Linked DNA regions of Danio rerio: region 1 is linked to region 2. The links are chromatin contacts, called in public Hi-C maps. All regions are on one chromosome and are shown on one strand. Each heading gives the region's core, a stretch centred on a gene start, on an enhancer-like site or on the middle of the called end of the contact. The rest is flanking DNA. Distances are from core to core; before and after follow the strand shown.

Region 1 (3,483 bases), core at 205-2,704, 110 kb after region 2:
TGGGTTAATATGGTCAATTCTTTTTAAAATAAATTTTTTAACTCATTGGTTGTTTTTTGTCCATCTTTGACCCAACATAAATCCACTTTTAGAGTGAACTATTGGGTTCAAATTTGTTATTCAAAGTTAATTAAAAAAACTAATCTCATGCTGGGTTTGTCCATATTTGACCCAGCATTGGGTTAAAATAACTCAGCATTTTAGTCTATATTTTTGAAAATGTCAAAGACTTCATGCACTTCATTTTTTATTTTCCATTTTAATGTTTTGACAGTTATTAAACAAACTTCAATCAGCAAAAACTATTACTAATATGCATAAACTCAAGTTTAAAAACAATTGGACTAACCTACATTGGGTTAATTTTGTCACTTAAATTTAAAATGATATTTTCCAAACCAATGGTTGTTTTTAGTCTATCTTTGACCCAATATAAATGCACTTTTAGAGTCAACTATTGTGTTAAAATTTCTAATTCAGAATTAATTGAAAAAATAACACTGTGTTTTTTACTATATTTGACCCAGCTTTGGTTTAAAATAACTCAGCATTATTTGGAGTGTACATGTTCTAAAATGTCAAGGATTTATTGCACTCCGTTTCCATTTTAATGTTTAGACTGATATAAAAATTAAACAACATATAATTCAATTCATCTGTATTTCTCCAGCGATTCCACGGTGTAGATTGTGTCAAAGCAGCTGAACACAGAAGTTCTAGTAAACTGAAACTTTGTCCAGTTTTTAGAGTTCAGTTTAGTTCAGTTCAGTGTGGTTTAATATTCACTACTGAGAGTCCAAACACTGAAGAGCAAATCCATCCATGCACAGCTCCACAAGTCCCAAACCAAGCATGCCAGTAAAACAATTATTAATATGCATATATTAGTCTAAAAAACAGGTTTTTGTAGCCCAACATTAGGTCAAATATAGACAAAACCACTGGTTCATTTTATCAGTTTAATTTAAAATGTCATTTTTTAATAAAATAGTTGTTTTTTGGTCCATCTTTGACCTAACATTGGGCTATATCCCCTTCTAAAGAGAACTTTCAGAGTATAGTTAGTTTTTAAGAGCCATGATGGATCTAGTATGATCGTAAGATCTTGAGTTATATCGTTAGTAACTTAAATAACTAATTTTAAATGAAATAAATTAAATATACAGTTGTATTTTTTGTCATTTGTACAGCTGGTCAGCAGGTCATGAGTTCGATCCCCATTTGTCTGCATTATACAGTGAGTGCAAAGTAAGTCCCTTTAGATAAAAGCATTGAACAAATTTATAAATACAGATGTAAACCTGCAGTGAAGACCACAGTAAAGATCTCTCACCTGTCAGCGTGGATGAGCTTCTGCTGGTGGAGATCTTGGAGAAGAAACGATCTGTGAAGCGTCCCATAGACCATAGACAGACAGACACACACACACACACTGACGCTCTGCTGTTTAAATGTGCATTACATCTCTGCACGCTCACACCAGACACAATGCTGGAGGATCAGAGCTGTCCGCCCCCTCACACACACACACACTGAGAGGAGGCTCCGTCAGTCTGTGCATCACACACTTCATCATTCTACTGTCATTCATAACAGGAACATATATAAAAAACATGCATGTTGATCATAAAGTTGTTTATGATGGATTTATGCTTTTTGGCATTTTCAACTGTATGCAGATGTGTGAATATATGTGTCAGTGGCATGTCCCAGATAATAAAACAAGAAAAATATATAGCCTATAATGTAAAACAGAAGTTTCAGGCTCAATTAATGTTATGTTTGTTTTGATTTTGTGTGTGCTTATATTTAAATGGGCTGTTTATATTTATAAACTTTTTCTTTTCAGTTTAGTCCCTTTTTTAAGCTGGGGTCGCCACTGCGGAATGAACCGCCAACTTATCCGGCATATGTTTTACGCAGCGGATGCCCTTCCAGCTGCAACCCATCACTGGGAAACACTCATACACTCAAATTTACACACATACACTACGGACAAATTTATAGCGTACCCAATTCCCCTTTAGTGCATGTGTTTGGACTGTGGGGGAAACTGGAGCACCTCGAGGAAACCCACGCATATACGGGGAGAACATGCAAACTCCACACAAAAATGACAACTGACTCAGCCGAGGTTCAAACCAGCGACCTTCTTGCTGTGAGGCAACAGCACTACGTACTGTGCCACCATGTTGCCAGGCTGTTATGATTTTCTACACAATCTTATGATTTTAAAAGACAGTTTAAGCAAATAAAATGAACATTCCCTTTATTTTTTACTCATTCTCATGTGGTTTTAAACTAGAGATTCTGTCTATTGTTGAACACAAATGAAGATATAAAGAATGCTGGAAATATGTGGCCATTTACATTCATAGTATTTAAAAGAAAATACCAATGATTTCCAACATTCTTCAGAATATCTTCTTTTGTGTTCAATAGAATAAACTGGAAAATGAATACATTATGTCAGAATTGTCTTTTTTAAGGGGTGTACTTTAAATATATAGCTATTATTTAAATATTGTTCAGTTATAAGTTCAGGTTTAAAGAAAAATTGTATATTAAAACTATTAAAAAACACCACACGGGGGTGGTTTGAACATTATGAGTAGTCTTTATTCCTTTTTCTAAAATCTAAATGGCACCTTTATTTATAATTGAATGTAATTGAAGATAGTTTTGAAACTTGTTATGTCGAGTTATGATAAATATTATTTTGCTCCCAAACATTTGCACAATTAGTCACGTGACACACGAGAACCAATAGAGGTCAAGTTGCAGTTGAAAAACGGCGCCCATTTTAAACTGAAGAAGGTTTGAATGTAACGGCTAAAACGGTTTCATACAAAACTATAATTTCACACAATAGCGCGCCAAGCGTCACATATTAACATTTTTACGATAACTGATGTTGTTTTTGGTCAAAATCGTCGGAAAACGAGCGACTGGGATGTTTTTCGCTTACAGAACAGCATGAGGTGAGTAAACAATGACAGAATCGGACTGTTTTTCCGTATAATCGAAAGAAAGAGCGAAGCTGCAATTGATTTATTTCGCCATAGCGCACTTTCTAACAACACATCTGCTCTTGTTTGATTGATTCAGAGCCATTAATTCAGTTCATAATTGTTTAGAGTTTGAGTGTTACGTCAGTTTATTCTCAGCATGTGTTTTTCATTCATCCTCTTTTCTGTCTACAAAACAACCGACCGCAAATATGAACGCATTGTCATTTATAAAACACTGCAGCTCTGGGTTTTGCTCATATAATTACACGATTCATGAGGAAAAGCTACGCTTAAAACCAAGAAATAATAAGCTCAATAAAGGAGAGTCTTACAAAACCAGCAGAATTGATCAGATAATATGATACAGATCAACATTCAAAACGGTTTATTTGAAAATACATACAAATATTCTACCAAAATACATTTTAAAAAGCAAAATCTGATCTTTAAATGACTTAATTCACCTTATTTG
Region 2 (3,353 bases), core at 331-2,830:
TTCTTCGTACTTGCAGTCTTGAGTATTGGAACTGAACTTAGGCAGCTGATGATGACGTTACACGAGGACGCAAGACTGCTGAAGAACGCATATTGAGAAACAGCCTAAATGTTTGACAGTTTTTTAGTCTGAATTGGAATTAATTGGATGCGAAAAATGTCTTTTACCTCTTTATTTTAATATCATTAAATAAATGAATCATTTAGCTAATTAAAAATTGTATTTTTCTTGGGAAATGGTATATTGTGAGAAATATTATCGCAATATTCAACTGCAATATCACAGATTTCTCCAGTATCGTGCAGCTCTACTTTCCACTAAAGAATATAAGATCACCGAGGTCCATACTTCAGTAAATTTCTCATGAGCAAAAGTAAATATGTCAATGAAAGCTTGATGAAAATGCAAACATGCCTGACTCTTACTCTTAGGCTGAGTGAGTGAGCTCGTAATGGCAAAAGTGGCGCGTTAATAAGATAATCATTAAACAAGGAAGCACAATAATCTTTATCTGTATCAGAACTGCAGTATAATAACCTTTGTATAAAACTGAAAACAGGCACCTATTTTACCCCTTTTACAAGATGTAAGATTGGGGTTGGGCCGATAGACGATGCCATCATCCATCGGCAATGGCCAATAGACAGCACAATGCTGAGCCAGCATCGCCGATCCTCCGCCCCGACCCGTCGCAAACCCGCTCATGAAAAATACACACACTTTTAGAACGAAAATGATCCACATCCACACCGTGTTTTACCTAGCATTTCTGAACAGCCCTCCTGTCTGCTGAAAACACACATCACATGACCACACACACACACAGCCTCACACACCCATCCACACACTGTCATGCGCTCCTCTGAGCTCCAGAGAGCAGTGCACGTGGGACAGTTGATGAAGGATGTACTGCTGGATCGCGTCCCACTATAGTTGTTAAACGTGATATTCAGACATCCCAAGTCTTCCGGGAGTCTCTATGCATTTGCGGGACTCATAATGCCCGCGAACGAGTGATAATCTCCCGGAAACAGCGCGTCTCCCTCCCGGTCCTCACATAAGTCGCGCATCCTTCTCACCCCTGGATCCCTCCTCGCTCTTCACATGATGAGAAATGCAAATGAGCTGCTTTTCCCCACCCACCGTTCCCAAGTAGTTACTGTCCAGCACTGGTTATACAGTAGTTATGAAGTGCTAAATGCAGCTCATAACTAATGCAACTGTGGGATTTATTTATTCTCCTCTGGTTAACCTCTGCACATGCTCTGTCTGTGTGTTTGCACTCAGTCTGAAGTCACGTCTCCATCCGATGGCGAAGACCGAACGCCTGGACGTCTGCAGGCTGTCTGGCCTCCACCTAAAGAGGCCGCCGAGGAGAAGGTGGGACTGCGTTACACTGAAGCAGGTGAGATGATTTACTTATTACTGCTTATTATTATTGTATTTTATTTTACAATTTAGTGTATTGCTTTGTGTTTTGTCAGAGCATCAGGCCGCGCTCCTTCAGCTGAAGAGAGAGAGTAAAGAGGAGCTGGAGAAACTGCAGGTGAGTGGAAGAGCTGCAGTACTGACAGGAAACACTAGAGGTCATGAGAGACGCTATAATGAGTGTTCATACACTTGTGTTTTAGCTGCACTTCTGCACTGTAAAACATCTGTTAATGAACACTTTCTGTTTTTTGTGATTCCCAAGTGTTTATTTTGGGTTGTGAATTGCATTATGGGATGTTGATCTCTGCTCTGTTTACTTCTGTTGTTGTAAATTCAACTCTACAGTTTAATAAAGTGACATTTATTGACATTTTAGTAGTTTGTATTAATATAGTGTATAAGAAATAATATGTAGAGAAATAAGTGTGTGAAATAACAGAACATGCTGCAGTTTATTACTAGGTTTCTGTAGCGTAATGTACAACACCAACACAGAAAAATTAAGCACTGCAGACTATTACACACGAGCAGGAAAGACACTTTTACACACTTTACAAGGTTAAAAGTTGAAAGAAAGAAAGCTCAGGATCCCATAATGCAATTCAGAACCAGAAATAAACAGGGGGGGATAAAAACATGAATCATAAAATACGGAAAACTGCTAATTTACAGATATTATTTACAGTGTGACAGAAAACACTAGAGGTCATGAGAGACTCTATAATGCTGTTGTTCATACACTCGTGCTTCAGCAACATAATCAGAGGTTTAATAATGGTGGTGACATGTAGATGAACACGTATCCTTGTTTTAGTTAAATATAATAACATTGGCATTCAAACCATAAGGACTAACTTATATTGTTCAAAGTAAAATAATAATAAAAAAAATATATATATATAAACATACACTTACCGGCCATTTTATTAGGTACACCTGTCCAACTGCTTGTTAATGCAAATTTCTAATCAGCCAATCACATGACAGCAGCTCACTGCATTTAGGCATGTAGACATGATCAAGAGGATCTGCTGCAGTTCAGAGTGAGCATCAGAATGGGGAAGAAAGGGGATTTAAGAGACTTTGACCATCGTGGCATGGTTGTTGCTGCCAGACGGGCTGCTCTGAGTATTTCAGAAACTGCTGATCTACTGGGATTTTCACGCACAACCATCTCTAGGGTTTACAGAGAATGCTCCGACAAAGAGGAAATATCCAGTGAGCGGCAGTTCTGTGGGCGCAAATGCCTTGTTGATGCCAGAGGTCAGAGGAGAATGGCCAGACTGGTTCCAGCTGATAGAAAGGCGACAGTAACTCAAATAAGCACTCGTTACAACCGAGCTCTGCAGAAGAGCATCTCTGAACACACAACACGTCCAACCTTGAGGCGGATGGGCTACAGCAGCAGAAGACCATATATTTTTATATATATATATATATATATATATATATATATATATATATATATATATATATATATATATATAAAATAAAAGAATAAAATTATATCAGGAGGAAAAATAATTCTATATACAGCTGATGTCAGAATTATTCGCCCTCCTGTTAAATTGTAACTATTTCCTCCCAATTTCTGTTTAACAAAGATTTTTCCAACACATTTCTAATCAATAGTGTTAATAACTCATCTTTAATAACTAATTTTCTTTTCTCTTTGCCTTGATGACAGTAAATAATATTAGACTAGATATTCTTCAAGACACTAGAATTCAGCTTAAAGTGAGATGTAAAGGCTTCACTAGGGTAATTAGGGTAAAGTTAGGGTAATTAGGCAAGTTATTGTATAACAGTGGTTTATTCTGGAGACAATCCAACACTAATATTGCTGAAGGGGCGAATAATATTGACCTTAAAATGGCTCTAAAAACAATTAAAAACTGCTTTTATTCTAATCGAAATAAAAC

Evidence for each region. A called contact is a pair of places that touch in the nucleus more often than the background predicts.
Region 1: a Hi-C map of embryo shows a contact between it and region 2, with 3 times the contacts expected there. The contact joins the promoter of grem1b here to the enhancer-like site in region 2. A contact is called at or near these places in 4 of 18 Hi-C or Micro-C datasets (caudal fin, embryo, hematopoietic stem cells and 1 more) and 1 of 4 datasets of contacts at active chromatin or transcription factors (caudal fin).

What each region holds. Positions count from the first base shown.
Region 1 is chr17:1,349,722-1,353,204 of GRCz12tu, forward strand. grem1b (gremlin 1b) reads right to left here and starts at 1,455. Exons shown (of 2, transcript XM_021467246.3): 1 at 1,334-1,455. The coding sequence starts at 1,400. LOC141378487 (a long non-coding RNA gene) reads left to right here and starts at 2,769. Exons shown (of 3, transcript XR_012393145.1): 1 at 2,769-2,981.
Region 2 is chr17:1,240,606-1,243,958 of GRCz12tu, forward strand. LOC100148950 (formin) reads left to right here. Exons shown (of 22, transcript XR_012393130.1): 5 at 1,288-1,405; 6 at 1,485-1,546. Among named protein-coding and RNA genes, the nearest start is that of grem1b, 110 kb to the right of the region's middle. Within about 2 kb of position 1,581, at least 7 of the 62 cell types and tissues checked have an H3K27ac peak or open chromatin away from gene starts, as enhancers often do.